Regions from separate parts of the Macaca mulatta genome. Here region 2 is linked to region 1. The links are chromatin contacts, called in public Hi-C maps. All regions are on one chromosome and are shown on one strand. The core of a region is the stretch at or near the end of the contact, and the rest is flanking DNA. Distances in the headings are between cores, read along the strand shown.

Region 1 (2,942 bases), core at 124-2,623:
TGCAGACAAGAGCAGAGCTTTCAATGGAAATTGTAAACAAGTGGGATCAATATATTGAAACATTTCTTTGAAGAATTGTAACAGGAGATCAAACATAGCTTTCCCAGTATGATCCTGAAGCCAAAGCACAATCAAAGCAATAGTTACCAAGAGGTGCAAGTGGTCCAGTCAAATCAAAAGTGGACTGGTCAAGAGCCGAAGTCAGAGTAGCAGCTTTTTGGGATGCTCAAGGTATTTTGCCTGTTGACTTTCTGGAGGGCCGAAGAACAATAACATCTGCTTATTACAGGAGAAAGTGAAGCAAAGCTTTAGCAGAAAAACACCTACGAAATCTTCACCCGAGAGTCCTTCTCCACCAGGACAATGTTCCTGCTCATTCCTCTTTAAATAAGGGCATTTTTCCGGGGATTTCGATGGGAAACTATTAGGTATCCATCTAACATTCCTGACCTGGCTCCTTCTGACATATTTTTGTTTTCTAATCGTGAAAAATCTGTAAATGGCACCCATTTTTCTTCAGTTAATAATGTAAAAAAGCCTGCGTTTTCATGATTAAATTCCCATAACCCTCAATTCTTTACAGATGGACTAAACAACTGGTATCATCACTTACCAAAGTGTTTTTAACTTGATGAAGCTTACGTTGAAAAACAAAGTTTGTATTTTTAAATTGTATATTTTAATTCCATTTTCCATGAACTTTTACTTTATTATTTAAAAAATAAACCCGAGTGTTTAAATTCTACTTGCCTTTTTTACTTATTACACACCTCGGGAGATTTTTTGCCATATGGAATCACCTCATCCCTTGTCACGATTACATAATATTCCATAGTAGGAATGTTCCGTGATTTATTTCATTCCCCCACTGATTTCAATTTTCTGCTACTACAAGCATTGTTCATAATTCTGTACTGTTTGAGAGCCTGTACAGGAGTATCCATGCACAAACCTTTTTATGCATTGTGCGAAATGTTACTCTGAGATAGACCTATCACCAAGGGAATTGCTGGGTCATAAATCCAATTTTTTCAAAGTAATACTCTTGTGAACCCGGAACCAAGGCGATTTTTCCAGCCCCGCCAGTTCCCTGTTCAGGAGAGCGCAGCCGTGATTGTCGCGTTCATTCCAGGTCTCTCGCCCCAGGCCTCAGGTGCGAGAGGCGCGGTGACCTACCACCCCGTGGGCACGCGCTCTGGCCACGCCTCGTGGCCCCTTTCATTGAGAGAGCCCACAGGGATCACGTGAAAGAGCCCTGCAGAGTGCTTGACGTCACGACGCTCAGACCAATGGGAGCCTCTGTTTATGTCGGGGGCCATCAAATAGTCATCTTCCCCCTACCATCCCCCGCCCACCCTCTGTCGCGCTGCGCCGGGTCTCTCTCAGCCTTCGGTGGAGGGCGGCGCGCTTAGGCAGGCGGCGGGGCGGCTAGAGTGCCGCGGGGAGGGCTGTGCCGGGTTGCTTTCTGCAGCCGCGTCTCGGCCAGCTCTCCTCGCTGTCCCCGGGGCGCTGTGCGTCTCCAGTCCGGGACCGAAGCCGCCTGCCGTAGCGGGCGGCCAGATCCGCGTCCCGCCTCAGCGCCCGAAGGACATGCGGGAGAGAGAATGAGCCAGAGGGACACGCTAGTGCATCTGTTTGCCGGGGGGTACGGTCCTGGCGGGGCGTGCGCACTGGGGCTGAGGGTGCTGGGGCCGAAGACGCAGGCGAGAGGGGCGAAGGGGGGTGAAGGGGGACGAGGGGGGGCGGGGGTGAGGCCTGGGCGGGTAGCAGCCACGGGCCCGCGGGTGAGGGGAGAGACCCAGCCCGTGGGTGGCGTAGGGGGTTTCGGTTCGGGGAAGCAAGGGGGTGAGGCCCGGGCCCGAGAGCGAGAGAGGCCCAGGCAGACAAGGTTGAGGGTTTCATAACCCGGGCCGGGAGTGAGGTTTGGGCCCGCGGGGCCTGGAGTGAGGCGGAGGCCGAGTTCAAGCGTCTCAGGAGACGCCGGCGAGAACTGGGGTCGGCGCTTGATTACCCGACCGCCTCTGGACCCGGCTGCACGCCGCAGTCTAGCGGGTGTCGGGGATGCAGGGCCGCTTTGAGTAGCCTGGCTCCGGATTTCGCGTAGGTTGCATGGCCCAAGGGGACGGGGCGGAAAGTGCGGAGGCTGAGGACAAAATGGGCGCCGGAGCCTCCTTCAGCCTTCGCTCCTTGCCGCGCGCTTGGGCCTCCGCACGTCACTCACGCCCCACCTCGGACCTCGGGCAGCTCATTTCCGGGCTCGGCTTTGCAGGGTGGGTGGTAAGGGAGCTACGGGATCCAGCGGGGAAGGCGTTGGTATTCTCCCGTGGTTGCTGTAGGGTGTTTCTAGGCCTTGGAAAATTTCTTGCCCGAGCTTTTCGAGGTGGTGAATGGGGTGCAAAGCTTTGGAGTACTTTTGGGGTCAGATTCCTTTCGAGAAAACCACCCCTCTTGTACACCGTCTGCTTTTCTGCTGCTTAGGAGAAAGTAGGAGTGGAGAGAGGTCAGATTTTTTGAAGATAGTGTTAATAGTTACTATGTGTGTGCAAGATTAGGACTAAGCCCAAAGTCTTAGTTCCCTGATTGCCAACATGAGTATTAGAGCTGCCAATTTAGCCTCCTGTTTAGATTTGTTTCTTCTAAATCATTTGGAGAATCATAGCAATTTTAAGAGTTACTTATTTGGAGGATTATAAAGAGTTTTTTTAAATCAAAAATGGCTTCGGTGATTTATGCTGAGACTGTTACTGGCATCTTCTTGAATACTACAGTTTTTAGATCCACCACTTTTGAGATTATGAAAGAAATATACATGCAGTTCTGTTCACGGTGTCTTGCTTTGAGTTGGACATACGGACTCTATTGAGCCAATGATGGCAATACTTTATTTAGGTTGGCACACTTTCATTCAACAAACATTTATTGTACACCAATTATGGGCCAGC
Region 2 (2,942 bases), core at 308-2,807, 150 kb after region 1:
AACTCCAGCCTGAGCCGTGCCTTAGCCCCCTCTTCTAATACCACACAGATCTCCCATGTGACCTTGTTCTGGTCACTGCTGTGTTCTGAGCCTCTGTTTCCACCTCTGGGAAGTGGGAGCTAGCAGCACCAGCCCCATGAGATGTCTGTAAAAACAAAGCCAGCCAGGTCCTGGCAGGCAAACTCTCCCCCGGCCTGGCCAGGTTCCCTGTAGTTGATGGCAGCCGGGCATGCTTGCTGTATGTCTAGAGCAGTTTGCTGCAGCCTTGCTGCCTGGGGTCAGCTGGGGCTCAATGGTTTGCCCCGAGGCTGACACTTCTCATGGCCACCTTCTCTTCCTCCTCCAGCTCCCAGTCCTCTCCCGCCATGGCCCTCCTCACCTGACTGTGAGCCTGGTTGGTCTGTGCACCTCTGGCCTCCAGCACTGGGCCGGCGCAGAGCAGGTGGATGGGAACCTGGTGAATGAATGAGTCATTGCATTTGTGTCTGGCTGTTTCCAGATCTGCACTGGCTGCCATGGGACATCCGGGGGAGAGTCTCCGCTCCTGCCCTCTCCAGGTGACCATGGGGAGATGAGGCAGCTCCTTATCTCTGTCAGTCGCCTCGGAGGGAGCTGAGCTGGACAGCTTGTTGCATGCGCTTCTGTGCCCTGAACCCAGAGAATGGCTGGTGAGAGACTCAGGGAAGGCCTCTTAGAGGAGGTAATTTTTTAACGATGCCCTGAAGAAAACATGGGTTGGATATTGTGTTTACTCCTGGGCCTTTTTTTTAAACCACCCCCAAAAGTCCTGTAACAAAATGCTCTCAAGTGGAAACCGCCTTATTGCACCCTGAGGAGGAAGCTGGTTGCCTGCTAGACTGAGATGCTGGCTTATTTCTTGGCCTGAAGGTTTTCCCTTGTGCCCTGCCCGCTCCCCACCCCCAGTCCCCCACAGCCCCCCACCTGTGCCCCCTGGGAGCGGCCCTCAATCACTGTCTGGAGGGTTGGTGTACACATTCTCCAGCCCCCTCACGCTACCCCTTGTGTTGGCTCACCCTGTAGCTGGCTGAGGACAAGCCTTCCCGATGTCACTTGCCCACTATCCTGCCTGTGCTTCCCTTGTCTCCAAGACCTCATCCATTTTCTCTGTGGCTGCACTGCTCCTCCCAGAGAACATGGGAGATTTGGAAGTACCTTAGAGACCACTAGGGATGCATTGTATCATGTGAGAGAAAAGCCTCCACTGGCTGGCGGCGTATTCTGCTGCCAAACGGGGTGTGTCTCGTCCGTCCGTATTTGGGTTAGAGGCGGGGAAGAGGCCGAGGCAGGCCAGGGGTAGGGGTGAAGACCGCTTCAGCCACCGTGCAGCAGTATGCCTGTGTGCTAGGTGTGAGGGTGATGCCGCAGCCCTGCGCAGTCCCCGGAGAGTTGCTGTGCTGCCGAGACTGCGGAGGGCATGTTCAGGAAGGGATTTCCGGGCTACTCTGAGGCGGAAAATTTGAGACTATAAGCTCCTCAACAGCTGTGTCCTCTGTATTGTTTGGGTCGCTGCCTGGAGCACCATGGCTACGGAATGAATACAAATGCATAATGGAAGAGGCTGTCCTGGGGCGCAGAACAGACTTATTCATTCCCCACTCACCCACCTGCTCCCTTCCCGCCTCCCCTGAGACTTTGCTGGGACTTGGTGTTGTCAAAAGTCATATAAATCCTAATGTCATCTGGCTCTGTTGTCCCCCACTGCCCCGGACATCAGGCAGAAGAAGGGATTTTTTGCTTCTCTCTGTGAGAAGGATGGATGAGGAGGGCCTGTGCCCACCCAAACTTCCTGGGAAGCTGCCAGGACCTGGACCCATTGTGTCCTGTCCCCTCGGAACATTCTGGAAAATCTATCCCAGTGCTTTCTGCTTATGAGGCTGGGCCTGGGGCTAACCGGGGTGGAGCTGGCACTGTGGGCAGAGGTACTCTCCCAGGATGAGGGAGGCCCAGGGAGGAGATGTGGCAGAGATTATTGGAGATCTTGGATCCAGACTCAGTGGAGAGCCAGGAGACTCCTGAGAGCAAGTCTGGATTGGGACCCAAGGCCTGGATTTGGGCAAGAAGAGCACAGGTCTTCCTCATCCATCCTTCTTACAGCTAAACGTAAAAACTTCCTTCTTCTGCCTGATGTCTGTGGCCGTGGGGAACAACAGAACCAGATGACATTAGGGTTTATATGACTTTTGACAACACCAAGTCCCAGAAAACTCTCAGGGGAGCCAGGAAGGGTCCAGGTAGATAAGTGGGGGAAGAACAGAGGTAGGAATAATGCCTGAGGCAGAAAAACCGGAGGTACCTTCTGCGTCAGCCGAAAGCCTTTTTTATGCTTCCTTGTAGAAAAGGAGCCAAACCTAGAATGTGACAACCACCCAGGAGCACAAGGGGAAACATCTAAATAGCTGAATAACATGGCACATGAATGTAGTGACCAAAGGAGGTACATGACGTGTTAGACACTTGGGACCTCCTAAAACACAGGTTGTAGTAGGACCCTCACCTCCCATCATCTGGACCTTATACTTCTTTTGATGCAGCCTCTGTTAGTCTTAGCTAATTGAACAGCCAGCTCATATTGCCCTGTCTCAGAGAACTTGTGACTCTCTTTCATGGAACATATTGCCAGGCCAGCTCTCCCTGTCCTGCCAGCTGGATTGATCTCCAAGGCCTAAAAACAGGACTTTACAGGAATTCCTAATGGGTTCCATCTAACTGCACTATGACAGATTTCCTAGAGTATGGAGACCATTTGGGTTTCTAATTCCATATTCTTTGTGCTCTCTCTCTTTTTCCAGCATGTGCTGCTCACGTATTTGTTAACATCATAGTAAACATATTAAAGTATATAGCATCCTACATTAAACATAATGGATGTGTAACTAGGATCCAAGTTGCATGTGACTTCTTGACATAATGCTCTTTTTTTT

Evidence for each region. A called contact is a pair of places that touch in the nucleus more often than the background predicts.
Region 2: a contact with region 1 is called in a Hi-C map of fetal cortex germinal zone, with 2.5 times the contacts expected there. The contact joins the enhancer-like site here to the promoter of SLC25A36 in region 1. A contact is called at or near these places in 2 of 14 Hi-C or Micro-C datasets (fetal cortex germinal zone and fetal cortical plate).

What each region holds. Positions count from the first base shown.
Region 1 is chr2:43,941,124-43,944,065 of T2T-MMU8v2.0, forward strand. SLC25A36 (solute carrier family 25 member 36) reads left to right here and starts at 1,374. Exons shown (of 7, transcript XM_015132003.3): 1 at 1,374-1,645. The coding sequence starts at 1,605.
Region 2 is chr2:44,090,109-44,093,050 of T2T-MMU8v2.0, forward strand. The region is part of intron 2 of SPSB4 (splA/ryanodine receptor domain and SOCS box containing 4); the gene reads left to right. Among named protein-coding and RNA genes, the nearest start is that of SPSB4, 43 kb to the left of the region's middle. Within about 2 kb of position 1,558, at least 14 of the 40 cell types and tissues checked have an H3K27ac peak or open chromatin away from gene starts, as enhancers often do. A contact at or near this core is called in fetal cortex germinal zone and fetal cortical plate, where this site is marked.